Regions from separate parts of the Sus scrofa genome. Here region 2 is linked to region 1. Evidence: chromatin contacts called from public HiChIP or PLAC-seq data. All regions are on one chromosome and are shown on one strand. Each heading gives the region's core, a stretch centred on a gene start, on an enhancer-like site or on the middle of the called end of the contact. The rest is flanking DNA. Distances are from core to core; before and after follow the strand shown.

Evidence for each region. HiChIP or PLAC-seq counts read pairs in DNA pulled down with a chosen protein or histone mark.
Region 2: an H3K27ac HiChIP or PLAC-seq map of skeletal muscle shows a contact between it and region 1, with 4 times the contacts expected there. The contact joins the promoter of PLEKHB1 here to the promoter of ARHGEF17 in region 1. A contact is called at or near these places in 1 of 5 promoter capture datasets (liver), 7 of 47 Hi-C or Micro-C datasets (alveolar macrophages, embryonic fibroblasts, heart right ventricle and 4 more) and 1 of 2 datasets of contacts at active chromatin or transcription factors (skeletal muscle).

The regions. Positions count from the first base shown.
Region 1 is chr9:7,760,980-7,768,035 of Sscrofa11.1, reverse strand. It overlaps ARHGEF17 (rho guanine nucleotide exchange factor 17), which reads right to left and starts at 1,335. Exons shown (of 24, transcript XM_003357192.5): 1 at 1-1,335. The coding sequence starts at 908.
Region 2 is chr9:8,099,623-8,106,501 of Sscrofa11.1, reverse strand. It overlaps PLEKHB1 (pleckstrin homology domain containing B1), which reads right to left and starts at 2,931. Exons shown (of 7, transcript NM_001244858.1): 1 at 2,846-2,931; 2 at 1,579-1,654. The coding sequence starts at 1,615.

The DNA.
Region 1 (7,056 bases), core at 86-2,585:
GAGCTCCCAGGCCTGGGCCCCGACCTCCCTCCCCAGCAGTGGCCACCCTCACCGTCTTGGTCCTCGTCACTGCCTGAGCAGTGGCCGCCGGGGTAGGCCGGACTCTGCGCCCCGGACGGCGGCGGCGGGCCCTCCTCTTCCTCCTCGCTGGAGCTGGCCGGCCGGCTGCGGCTGACAGGATAGGAGGAAGCGATGGAGGAGGAGGAGGAGCAGGAGGCCCGGGCCCAGGCCTGCGGTTGGGAGAAGCTATGCCAAGAATGTAAACCATCCGCCGGACGCTGCGCTCGCTCCCGTTGCTGCTGCTGCTGCTGCCGCCGCCTCCTCCCCTCGGTCCCTGCGCCAGGCAGCGGCCGCGCCGAACGCAGGCCCGCCAGCGGGAAGCACGTCCGAGGAGGTGGCGTCGGTGGCTGCCGGGGTTCGCGGCTCGCGGGCTCCCACGCGGCGCCGTCGGGGCTGGGCGTCCCCGAGGCCTCAGAGTCGGCGCTGGGCCGCCTGGAGCCGGGGCCGCTGAAGAGCTTGCGCATCTCGGTGACGCTGGGCCAGGAGCCGCGCGGGGCTCCCTCCGCCGCTTCTTCCGCGGCCCCGGGGGAAACGCCCCCGTCTCGGGCCGCCGTGGAGTTGTTGTCCAGACGCGGCGCGTCGAAGCGCCGGGAGAGCTGGCGCACCGACGGCGAGAGGCTGCGGAGCGGGCGCGGCTGCGCGGGGGCGGCCGGGGGCCCCGACGCCAGCTTGGACACGCGCCGGGAGGGCTGGCCCGGGACGGCCGCGACCGGCCGGCACGAGGCCCGGCGCCGCAGCCCAGGGGTGTCCGTGGCCTCCTCCCTCAGCCCAGACCCGCCGCTCCAGCGCTCCAGCAGCTTGAACGAGACGCTGCGATACAGCTGGGGCCGGGGCGTCCCGTCCGCCATGGTGGCGGCGCTCACTCTGGGGGGGCCGGCCTCGGGGAGCCGCGGCCAACCCCCCCCGCGCCCCTGCCCCGAAGGAGCGCAGCGGCCCGGGTCCGAAGGCCTGAGTGCCGCAGCCGCAGGGCGAGGGGGGCTGCGGGCAAAGGGCACAGAGACCAGAGCAGAGCTTTATCTGCTGCGGCTCAGGTTTCCGCGCCCGTGGGCCGCCTCGGCTCCATCCTCCCGTGCGACTCCTCCTGGCTCAGCGTCGACTCCCGGGCCCAGCCTCTGCCTCGCCTACTGCGACCCGGAGCATCGCGGCCCGACCCGGTCCAGGCTCGATCCCGGCGCTCCGTTCCTCGGCTCTGTGCCCGCCCGCCGGCCGGCCAGCCTGCCTGCCTCCCCTCGCGCTCCCACTCCGGCTCCCGCTCCCTCCCTCTTGGCTGCTCGCTTCTCGCTCCCTTTTGTTGCAAATAAACTTTGTGGCAGAGGAAAGGGGTGGGGGCGGGGCCTCGCGCCCAAAAGAGGGGGTGGGCTCCCCGCGCGCGTTAGGCTGGGAATCTGGAGTCGGGGTGGGGGGTGGATTGGGGAGGAGCTGCGGGAGAAACTAGACTGCTGGAGCACAGGCAGACCGACGCGACCCTGCAGATGAGCCCCTCGGGAGCTGGGCGGGCACAGCTCCTTCCCCCGCCCCTCCAGCCCTCGCTACGACACAAGCAAGTTCTGAGTGTGGTCAGCTCTGCGGGCCTACAGTCAGGGCGGCGCGCCCACTGCTTTCGGGCGGAAACACCTCCTGCACAAGGGACCCCCAACACGCCAGCCTCGGACCCACAAACTCTCGTACACGCCAACACTCAGATACACGCAGAAACACGCTCCCAGGCAGGAGTGGGCAGGACTCGCCGCCAGGGGGAGCAGTGCGTGCCGCAAACCAACCTGGGCGCTTGCAGCTCCCTGTCCCGCCCCTTCGCCCCGCCCAGGCCACCCCTCCTACCGGGGCGTTCGCAGCGAATCCCACGGTAACTACGACCTGTGGTCCAGCCCCTTCGCGCCCCCAAACGCCCGCCCCTCCCCCATCGGCGGCCGGTCCAGTTCGGGCCGTACCTCGATCCTCCCCACTCGGCTCTAGAAGCCCCACCCTTGGTGACCACGCCCCCACGTTTCCAACGGCCCGCCCCCTCGGCGCCCTGCTCCTTGATGCTCCGCCCTGCGCCGGGGTCCCTGCGTCCCCTGCGCTCTGGGGTACGCGGCTCTTGCGCCCTCTACCGGCAGGATTCGCACACCTCTGTGGAGCCTTGACGAGTCAATCCGCTCCGCCACCAAAACCCCCCAGAGAGTTAGGAAGACTTCACTTCCTTTACTTCTTTCAATCAATTCAGGAGCCAGTTCAAACCCAACCCTTCGCAACGTGCGCTGCGCCTCCTTAGACTTCACACACAAAAGCGCTTTGACTGGAAGGCCCTCGATTCACCACTGCCAAGCCTATACTACCTCCTGCCAGACCAGGTGTGGGTCATTTATGAGATGCCTTGGGTATGTGGGCAATGTTATGTAATTTATCTGATCCTCAGACCACCCTTGGAGGTGGACCTCATTGCCGCTTCTCTTTGGCTCATGAAGGAGAAGTAACTTCGCCCAGTGTCAAAGTCGGGAAACGGCAGCTGCTGGTGTGACTCAAATTCAGACTTCAGGAGCCTCCAACAACAGGCTTCTTCAGACGGCCTTTGCTGGCTCCGGAGCCTTGATGAACCCGCAGCCTCCTCCTCCTGTTCAGGGCCTCCAGGAACAAAGGCTACTCAGGTTCCCCCTGACGGTAGAGGACCATGGCTGGGCCCCACTAGGCTAGGAAGCCTTGGAAGCAGGAGACCCAGGTCCAGATGAGAGGGCAGGGCTGGGCATAGGGCGGGATGGCAGATTCTCAGGACTTGTGTGGCTACCCCATGAGGCAGGGAGGACCCTGGCCCTGCTTGCTGCTTCCGTGGGTTGCGGGTTATCACCGCACGGAGAAAACTCTTTGTCTTTGAATTGAGACCAGCCTCTTGGAAGTCCCTCACCTCAAGCCTGGCTCAGCTCTGCTGCCAAGGAGCCAGCACATCTCTCCCCTTCATTGGAAATTGACAGCAAGGAAGAGAACCCTCCCTGGCCCGTCACCTCCCTGCCCTTTCCTTGCTGTGTGACTTTGGGTAAATCCCTGCCGCCTCGTCTGAAAAGTGTGGAGTAGGTTTAATTTCCCAAGAGTGACTTTCTCTAACTCTCTGAAATCAGACCCTCTGTCTCCTCCGGAGTGTTTCTTACTCCTCTTTTGGAGAAGGTTTGGTATGGTGGGGGACCCTCGTCCCAGAAGTCATTGCCCCCCTTCAGTAATACGGACGGCCCCTGCCAGCTGGAACAGGTGATCTTCCAAATGCTTTCACACCTGGCCATGGTCTGTCTTCTCATCACTTCTGGGGTAGAGGGTCTTATTCCCAAACACGGACAGGCAAACGGATGGAGAGGAGCAGACTCAGGTCGTAGGCTTCCAGCACTCTGCAGCCTGGCCTTGAGGTGGGCTGGCTGGGGTCTGTGGACCAGGAGTCCCCTTGGTGGGGAGAGAAGGTGTTTAAGGCTAGGCTGGGTCTCCCCCTAATGGGAAGGTCACCCAGAGCGTGGCTGGGCTGCTGACAGCACCTCCTGAGTCTTCCCTCCACCAGCTCTTTCTGCCTCCCTCCCTTTCTTTCTTTTCTTTCTTTTCTTCCTTCCTTCCTTCCTCCCTCCCTCCCTTTTCTTTTTTTCTCCTTTTTAGGGCCACACGTGCAGCGCATGGAAGTTCCCAAGCTAGGGGTCAAATCAGAGCCGCAGCTGCCGGCCTACACCACAGCAGCATGGGATCCAAGCCACATCTGTGACCTACACCATAGCTCATGGCAACACCGGAGACTTAACCCACTGAGCAGGGTCAGAGATCGAACTCACATCCGCATGGATTTTAGTTGGGTTCATTACCACCGAGTCGAAGCGGGAACTCCCACCAGCCCTTTCTTTTTTTTTTTTTTTTTATAATTTTTTTTTTTTTTGTCTTGTTGTTGTTGTTGTTGTTGCTATTTCTTGGGCCACTCCCGCGGCATATGGAGGTTCCCAGGCTAGGGGTTGAATCGGAGCTGTAGCCACCGGCCTACGCCAGAGCCACAGCAACGCGGGATCGAGCCGTGTCTGCAACCTACACCACAGCTCACGGCAACGCCGGATCGTTAACCCACTGAGCAAGGGCAGGGACCGAACCCGCAACCTCATGGTTCCTAGTCGGATTCGTTAACCACTGCGCCACGACGGGAACTCCCACCAGCCCTTTCTGATTCAGGATGAGACAAAGTCATCTTCCAGGCACAGAGAGAGCCTGGGTGTTTTTAACCCTCAGAATATTTATCCAGGATGAGGCTGGGAGCACTGGGCGCCAGGGTTGAGAGAGCAACATCAAGCCCAGCCCAACGCAGGTGACAGCTGACCCTCAGCAAGTCGCTCTTTTTCTTGGGGTCTCAGGCTCCTCACTTATGAAAGGAGAATGAAAACAATAACCCATCTGTCCAGTGAGTTATGCTGGCCCCACGGCGTCAGGGCTATAGAATCCTTTTAGGAAATGACGATAGGAAGGTTGTGATGGTCGCAGTCTACGACCAATGATGGGCCTCGCTGAAGAGGGAGAAGGATGAGGAGAGGACCCCGAGAAGCGATGCGTTCCAGGCAGGAGCTGCTCCAGGGGGAGTCTGGTTCCTAACGCCATTCCAAGCCAACTCAAATAGAAGTAGCCTGAGATTGTGCCTTCTCCTGTATAGTTGGAGTTCAAGTGCACAGAATTGGATTATTTGTAACCTCTTGTTCATGACCTCATCTCACTAGCATTTAATTGATTCCCACCAAAAAGGAAAACAGCCAGGGCCTTTACAATGTCCTACATCTCATGACATAGCTGCCCCGCCACCACCCACGATAACTGTCACCTCCTGTTAAGCCTTCCCTCGCTTTCCTTTTGATATAGTTGTATTGCGTTTGTGTTTTCTTTCAAAGTATGTAATTTCATTTTAGTTATTTTTAACTTTGTAAAAAGGACATCTTGGGAGTTCTCTTATGCAACCGAAGGTTAAGGATCTGGCATTGTCACTGCAGCAGTTGGGTCGCTACGGTGGCATGGGTTCAGTCCCTGACCCAGGAACCTCCACGTGCCATGGGTGCGGCAAAAAATTAAATAAATTCAGAGTTCCTGTCGTGGCTCAGTGGTTAACTAGGAACCATGAGGCTGCGGGTTCGGTCCCTGCCCTTGCTCAGTGGGTTAAGGATCCAGCGTTGCCGTGAGCTGTGGTGTAGGTTGCAGACGCGGCTCGGATCCCGCGTTGCTGTGGCTCTGGTGTAGGCCGGCGGCTAAAGCTTCGATTGGACCCCTAGCCTGGGAACCTCCATATGCCACGGGAGCAGCCCAAGAAATGGCAAAAAGACCAAAAAAAAAAAAATTACATAAATTCAATTTTAAAATAAAAATAAAAACGGCATCTTGCCATGTATAATCTCTTGGAGTTTCTTTGTACTTGACATCACACTGCTAAGATTTGTCCATATTGTAGCGTGTCAGGATAGTGCCTTCTGCTGTGTGGGAACATTCCAGCATGTGACCCCTAGCCTGGGAATCTCCATATGCTGCAGATGCAGCCCTAAAAAGACAAAAAGTAGTAATAGTAATAATAATTCTTGCTGCCTCCTAGGTAAAGGAGAATGAAAAACCCTTGCAACCCCTGCTTAAAGCACCTTGTTTAGAAGCCTGCCATGCTTATTCCTAGAGAGAGCCCCTGCGGGAACCAGTGGGCACAAAAGGTGAAACTACTCCAACAGCAACAGTCACTGCCTGCCTACCGTGTCCAGGTGTGGCGCCACGTGCTCTGCACGTATGAGTTAATTTCATCATCACAACAACTTTACAAAATAGGTACCATTATTGCTTCTATCTAATCGTAGGGAAGTTAAGATCCGAAGAAGTTAGATAACTTATCCAGAAGTTAAATAACTTACACACCTAGTAAATGGCAGAGCCAGCATGCATGCGGCTGGTCTGGCTCTGGCCTCTGATCCTCTAGGCTCTCCTGTCTCGCAAAGGAGGTGGGAATGGAACTTACCTGTGGTCCGCAATTTCCACTCTCAGAAAAGCAACCAAGGCTTCCGGTTCCTGGCAGGCTGCTGGGACAGTCACCTGCGGCTCTGCAGGGCTCTGTCTGGGCTCCGGGCAGAGGCCCTGTGCCTTCTGCACCCCTCCCCCCAGGACAGGTGGCTGAAGAGCCTGGCCTCAGACTCAGGATCCGATGTGAGATGGGCAACAGCTGGACTGCTGGGCATGGCGCTGCCTTGGACGCGGGCTAGGAACCAGTCTCTGTCTCCTGTGTAAGGACCGCATGCTGACCAGTGGCGCCACTGGAGCTCTGCCTTCTGATGTCCAAGCCCATCTATCTCACTGTGACCCTGAGAATCAAACGTCCTTCCATCGGAACTGTCAGGCTCCCCAGCAAGGGCACTTGGCGTGGATTCCCGAGATGGGTCAGGCCTGGTTCTCCCACTGCCTCCACCAGCTGCCAGCACACCTCTGAAGCTGCTGTGGAGTTTCACTCCTGCAGAGAGCCCTTCTCTAAGTGTCCCTGTGGCCGAACAGCCTTGGATGTTAGGGAGGTTATGAGAAAAATGCCGAGTAAGTTACACAGTCCCCCGCCCTTTGCCGGCTCTGCCTTCGAAGGTGGAAGACACCCCTCTGCCATGGCTGCGCCTGCCAGTCCTGGGTCTGCATGGTACACTAGCAGCCAAGGGCTGGCCAGATTTCTCGACAGGAGGAACCTGGGAGGAGGAGCAGCGAGGGGGGTGGAGCCGGGGTGGGGTGAGGAGATGAGGACAAAGAGCCAAGAGGATGAGGAGCTGCAGAGAGTGGCTGAAGGAGACCCCGGGGAGGGCGAAGGGCAAAGAGGGCTGCAGAGGGCTTTGCGTGGCACAGTTTTTCTGCAGCCTTGGGGACCTTCAGTGAAGACGCCTTTCCACAGCTTTTTAAGGCTCGGGTCTGTGTTTTAGATGCCTGCACATGCCTCCAGGCAGCTTTCCAGGTGGTACCCACAGGCCAGAATGATGGAGGTGAGAGAGCAGGGCTGGGACCTAGCAGGAGTGGTCATGG
Region 2 (6,879 bases), core at 1,682-4,181, 340 kb before region 1:
TTTCACAAATTCAAGTTCATGTCTAATTGGAAATCTGTTTCTGCATGTAGTCTTTCAGAGAAAAAAGCATTAAGTTGGTTTTTTGTTTTTTGGGTGTTTTTGTCTTTTTGCCTTTTCTAGGGCCGCTTCCGCGGCATATGGAGATTCCCAGGCTAGGGGTCTAATTGGAGCCGTAGCCACCAGCCTACGTCAGAGCCACAGCAACTCGGGATCCGAGTCTCGTCTGCAGCCTACACCACGGCTCACGCTGGATCCTAAACCCACTGAGCAAGGCCAGGGATCGAACCCACAACCTCATGGTTCCTAGTCGGATTCGTTAACCACTGTGCCACGACGGGAACTCCATGTTGTTTTGTATGAATATGGAACATGATTTGTGTAAGGATTAACGGAAAACCTGCCACCAAGCACTTGTTTTAGGGGAACCTATAGTTTCCACTGCATCCAGTCTACTGAGGGGATACGATTATTGCTTATATTTGTGAGCTGACTTGGGAAAAAAAGGTCAGGCTCCAAGTGACAGTCATTTGTGTAGTTACTGTCTCTTCCACCAGATGCAGGGGCAGAGGGGCACATGTGGTGTCCATAGCTCACCACACCAGTCGTGGCACGTAGCAGGACCTGCATTCAGTTTTACTGAACTGAATGACCTGAGTATGGGTCATGGGGTGTGGGGGAGCCGCTAGCCCAGGACAGCCCTTGTTCAGATCATGACTCTGGTCAGAGGTAGGTCTGGAAGCCTGAGCCCTAGCTTCAGACTGTTTTTTTCCTTTTAAGGCTGCACCTGCGGCATATGGAGGTTTTCTTGGGCTCCAATCAGAGCCGCAGCTGAAGCCTAAACCACAGCCATAGCAGCACCAAATCTGAGCCACATCGGTGACCTACACCACAGCTTGTGGCAACGCCAGATCCTTAACCCACTAAGCAAGGCCAGGGATCAAACCCGCATCCTCAGAGACAAAATCTCGTCCTTAACCTGGTGAACCACAGTAGGAACTCCAGCTTCAGATGTTTTGTGATTGGAAATCTTAACAGGAAAGGGCTACGTCATAAGAGAGCTTCTTAGAGTTTTACAAGTTCCAAAGTACAGAGGCATTTTTCACTTTGTTTGGTGGCCAGCCCTAGGCAGGGGTGCTATGGACGCAGAAGATAAAACCCAGTCCCTGCGCTTGAGGCACTCACGGTATGAGGTGGGCGGGTGGTAAGCTCCACAGGTAAAGGTGGTTTTATATCAGTGCTTTGGCAGGGGTGTGCATGAGGCACTGGGGACAGAGAAGGGAGCCTCTCACCAGCTTGGTGCCACAATAGGGGCTGGGTGGGGGTTAGAGGAAAAGCCAGAGAAGGCCCCTCACAGAAGGGGACATCTGAGCTGGGTCTTGAAGAATAAGTGGTTTACCAAGCCGTCAGGAGTGCGAAGGACATGCCAGGCAAAGGAAGAGCATGGACGAAAGAGCAGAAAACAAAAGAGCATGGTTTCTTGGGAGAAGGGGTCAGTGTGCAGGTCCAGCAAGCCACTGCCTCACTCCTGCCCCTGGACAAGGTGCAGGATGGACAAGGACTTGGCCAGGGGTCACTCACTCTGTCTCCACAGCCAGCCGCCCCTCACCAGGGCCATTTCTTCAAAAGGACTCTCCAGGGCGGAGTCAGGAGGAACCTGTCGGAGGAGCCACAGGACACACCTGGCCTCAGCCGCTCTCCAGAGAGAAGTCCCCCCCCTCTCCTCCCTGGGGGAGCCACCGAGGAAACGTTTAAAGGAGTGTGAGTAAACAAACAAGGGCCAGCCTGCCTGCCTCCTCCCCAGTCTCTGCTCCAGGCACATAATGGAAGCACTGTGCTTGTGGGGTCAGCAGGGCAGCCACCTGTTGCCCTGGGTCGGGGTGGGGAGCCTGGATTCCAATCTCGGCCCTATAACCTTGACCGAGTCCCTTCTCCCTGGCCTCTATTTCTCGATGTGTAACCGTATGCCCATGAGCCAAGGAGATACTGGAGGGAGGAACTCTTAAAATGTTAGAGACTCAGGAATTTCAAAATGCTGGCAGCAGAAAATATTAGAATCATGGCAATGGATGCGGGACTTTGATGATAAGAAAAGCCTTCCTCACACGTGAACCCCGCCTGAGCCATTTACAAAGTGCGTAAAATAATGATTCAGCGGCAGCTGTAATTGATCGAGTTCTATGTGACAGGTATACTACCCAGGTGCTTTCACCTATTATCTCATTGAAGCCTCACAGTAGTTCTTGTTATGCCGAGGAAACTGGGGCCTGGAGAGGTCCCGTCACTTGCACAGGTCTGCTTGGTTAGAAGGCAGCAGAGCCAGGATGCACACCCAGCAGTCCTGGCTTCAAACCTTTATTCCAGCAGGAGCTTTAAAACCCCCCAACACCCAGGTCAGACCCCATAACAGTGAAATCAGGATGTCTGGGGGCAGGAGGCAAGTACTGATAGTCCTGGAAGATCCCCAGGTGATCCCTGTGCAGCGACGTCTGGGCCCCACCGCAACTCTGTTGGCTATTTACTAGATGGATAGGATGCTCACGCCTGTGCTACCGATGGACAAACTGAGCTATAGGAAGTGACTTGTCCGTGTGTGATGGAGCTTGGATTGGAATCCAGGTGTCCTCTGTTCTCGAGGGCGACTAACTTTACAGCAAGTGCCTTCGCCCCTCCCCCATCGCTCACACCTGTTGCTGCGCAGTAAGGGCTGCCCCGCGCACCTGCGTTGGAAACCCCGGCCTTGTCCCTGCCTCCCTTGCCACTCTCTCCCGTCTTCAAGCTCTGACACAGGTCAGACAGAAGAGGGCCAGATGCCAACGCCCTCTCCGGCCCCCCTTGATGCACCCACCTGTCTGCACCTGCTGCGATGCTGCTGCCAAAGCGGCCGCTACTTGATGCTGCTGCCACCCAACCCGCTGCGCCTGCGCTTTGTGCGCCCCAGAGCCTTGGGGCATTCCAGTCCCCAGGCTGCGCCCCGGGCCTCGCAGCCCCCGGGCCCCGCCCTCCGGCTCCGCCCCACCCCCTGGGAGGGCGGGGCTGTAGAGATGCGCTAACGGGAGGTCTTTTGGGACTTGTAGTCTGCAGGCCCAGATCTGAGCAGTACTTAGCATCTGCTTGGTGGTAGCCCTGTGCCCAACGAGAGCGCAGGTGAGAGGCGACACCCGAAATTTTATTTTGCTGTGAAGTCATTTGTTCATTAATTTATCATGAAACCTCCCCCCTTTTTTTTCGGTGTTTTTTTTTTTTTTGGCCAGGCTCACGACATGCAGAAGTTCCTGGGGCCAAGGATCCAACCCACACCACAGCAGCCCCCCAAGTCATAGCAGTGACCACACGGGATCCTTAGCCCTCTGCGCCACCAGGGGAACTCCATGAAATCCTTTTTCCCAAGAACATAAAGCACTAATTTTCTAGAAAAATGTAAAACTACAAGGAGAAACCAGGCTTCTAGTTTTGCCACGTTTTCTTGATACTCAGTTTGGGCCCAGCACTGGGCGTTAGTGGGGGGCACAAAGCAGCACCCCACAAGGCCCGTCCTCCTTTCTTTCCCAGCTTCTAGTCTGGTGGGGAGACAATAGAAACACACCATTAAAGCACAGGATGTGTCTTGACAATGGGAAAGAAGAGTCTGATTTTGACCAAGAGCTTCAGGTAGGCTTCCCAGAGGAGGCTGAGAGGGGTCTCGATGGATGACTCTGATTGTCCAGCATTTCAGTGTGTTTGGAAAGTGGATTGCAGGGCTAGGGGTGCAGGGGGCATGGGGAGCAGCAGGTGCTGAAGTCGCAGGGGTTGCAAGGATATAACATGAAGGCCTCGGGTGACAGGCTGAAGGGTTAGACGTTATGACCCAGCGACTTGAGTTTGGGGTTTCGAGATGGAGTGAGGTGGTTAGAGGAGTTAGGTGGTCCAGTTTCCGGCTTGGAAAGGTGTTTCTAGGTCAAATACGGATTGAAAGGGGCCCAATTGGAGAAAGAAGACTGCTTCTACATCTGCCACCAGTCTGTCCCTCTAGGCTCATTGCCTTGAAGAGCTCAGCCCTACAACCCGCCCCCCCCCAGGAGGAGACCCAGGATGTCATTTAGAGAACAGAGCCTGTCAGGGACCCATCCCCTCCTGGAGAACGCAGCCACCCCGCCCTGGGCCCTTTCTCCTCTTCCTTACCGGGGCTGCAGGACTCATGGTTCCCGGGCGGCCAGAGCAGCATTTCCCAGAGGGTCCTGCAGGTGGGCATTTCCCTAAGCGCCTTAAAGATAAGGGGATCAAGAAGGCTGTACCAAGTGAGAACCAGAAGGGGGTGGCGAAGAGAGGGACACACAGATCCTAGAGAAAGTCGTCCTCTTTCTCCAGTCCCACCCCCAAGCTCACTGACTCATCCCCGTTTTTGACCTTCTGTTTCACTGGATAACACGTCTTCTGTGACACGAAGGTGATCCTGGCCTAGCATCGCTGATTCCCGGGGCGGGGGGCGGGGCCAGCCCTTCTCCCTCGGTCGGGGGCGGGGCGAAATCTTCCTCCAGCCGGCCGTGACCGTCCCGTCACCCCAGTGCTGGATGCACAGCCTGGTCCTTTAAGCTTCCCTCTCTGGCTCCTGGGTTTCTGTAATCCTGACCTCGAGCTGCCCCACTGCCTTGGCCCTTCGTGCAGTGCGTGCCTTGCTGGGGGATTCGGCAGGGCTGATCCTATTAGCCACTGAGCTCGTCCACCCCGTGCAGCCCCAGGAACCAGTTCACCCAAACCATCGCTTTCCATCCTTCCGTCCTTCTGTCTGGAGCGTCCCACCTTTACCTTCTGACTACAGCTGCCGCAGCTACTGCAGCAGGACTGAAGGGACAAGCAAGGATGGAGCTGGCCTTAGGGAATCTGAGCACTGCCCCTCTTCCCAGCTCTGCTTGCTCCTCTCCGTGAAGGGTTGTTTGGCTCCTTCACAGAGGGATGGGCTGGGAGAACAATGCAGGCAGCTCCTACATGACATCCTCTGGATTTAGCAACAGATGGAAAGAGATTGTCCAGCATCAGTGTGCAATTCAGGGGAAGGCATCCCCACTCCCCAGCCAGAGAGGGGGCGCTATGACAAAAAAATGGACAGGGGGAAAGGATGCTTGGCCAACGAAAACCACAGATGCCAGTACAGAATCTAAGCCCAGCCTCGCCTGACGTAAATCTCTAAAATGTTGGTCAGTGACCCTCTTTGAGAAACTGATAAATGGTGTAGACTCTGTCTGCCCAGGAAAAAATGCATACACGTCACATTTTGCATATAATTCCTAGGAGCTCATAGAGCTCTGAGGCTCTGATGATTATTTTGAGATGGTTTTTAATCTTCTCAGCTGTGCAGACAGGTGAGAAGAGCGTGGCTTGACAGTCGAGAAGCACTGAGAGCGTGGTAGGCATCCCAGTTCCAGCAGGCCTGGCTTTGAGAGACTGTTTCAAATGTCTTGAGACCAAGAAGCCAACAAGTAACTTTTACATTTCTGTTGTAACTGTGGCACATAGGACTACTGGCAGAGAGAAAAGTATTTTGCTATTTCAAATGCCTCTGGTGGATGAAGAGTTCACGGATAATATATTGTTTAGAGAAGAGTGGACTGGCTCATCAAATTAAAATATACTACTTACAGAGTTCCCGTCGTGGCTCAGTGGTTAAACGAATCCAACTAGGAACCATGAGGTTGCGGGTTTGATCCCTGGCCTTGCTCAGTGGGTTAAGGATCTGGCGTTGCTGTGAGCTGTGGTGTAGGTCGCAGACGCAGCTCGGATCCCATGTTGCTGTGGCTCTGGTGTAGGCCAGTGGCTACAGCTCCGATTAGACACCTTCATGTGCCACAGATGTGGCCCTAGAAAAGACAAAATATATATATATATATACCACTTACATTTTCTAGAGAGTATAATATAATGAAAATAAATTTTGGGGGGCCACACCCACAACATATGGAGGTTCCCAGGCTAGGGGTGGAGTCGGAGCTGTGCCGCTGGCCTACACCACAGCCACAGCAGCTCAGGATCTGAGCCACATCTGCGACCTACACCACAGCTCATGGCAACACCGGATCCTTAACCCACTGAGCAAGGCCAGGGATCGAACCTATGTCCTCATGGATGCTAGTCAGATTCATTTCCGTTGAGCCACGAAGGGAACTCCTATAATGAAAATAATTTATATTATCTCTATTTACTAAAAAAAAAACCCTGAAATTTATATTAAAAAGAAATTTGAGCAAAAGTAAAACCACTTTTGTAAAAGTTTAATAATAACTTTAGTAAGGTAATTTACATACTGTAAAATTCACTCTTTTAAAGTATACAGTACATCTGTTCTGATGTATTCGCAGTTGTATAATCATCACCACTATCTAGTTTCAGATCACTTTCATCACCCCAGAAAGAAACTCCATATCCTTTAGCACTGACTCCCCATCTGTCCCCCCACCCCCAGCTCCTGGCAACCGTTACTGTACATGGATTTGCCAATTCCGAACATCGCATACATGTCCTTTCGGGACTGACTTCTCTCACATCCTGTTTCCAAGCCTCATCCATATCATAGCAGGTACCAGTACAGTTGACTCTGCGTATCTGGGGGGAATTAATTCCAGGACCCCCCAGCACACACCAAAATTCTTGGACGCTCAAGTCCGTTAGGTAAAATGGTGTGATATTTGCAAATAACCTACACACATCCACATTTCTATACTTTAAACCATCTCTGCATTACTTATAACACCTAATACAATGTAAATACTGTGTAAATAGTTGTAAATAAAATGTAAGCGTTTTTATAACTATGTAAATTTGCCTGCCCTAGGCAAATTCGAATTTTGCTTTTTGGCACTTACTGGAATTTTTAAAAAATATTTTGATCTGTGGCTGATTGAATTTAAG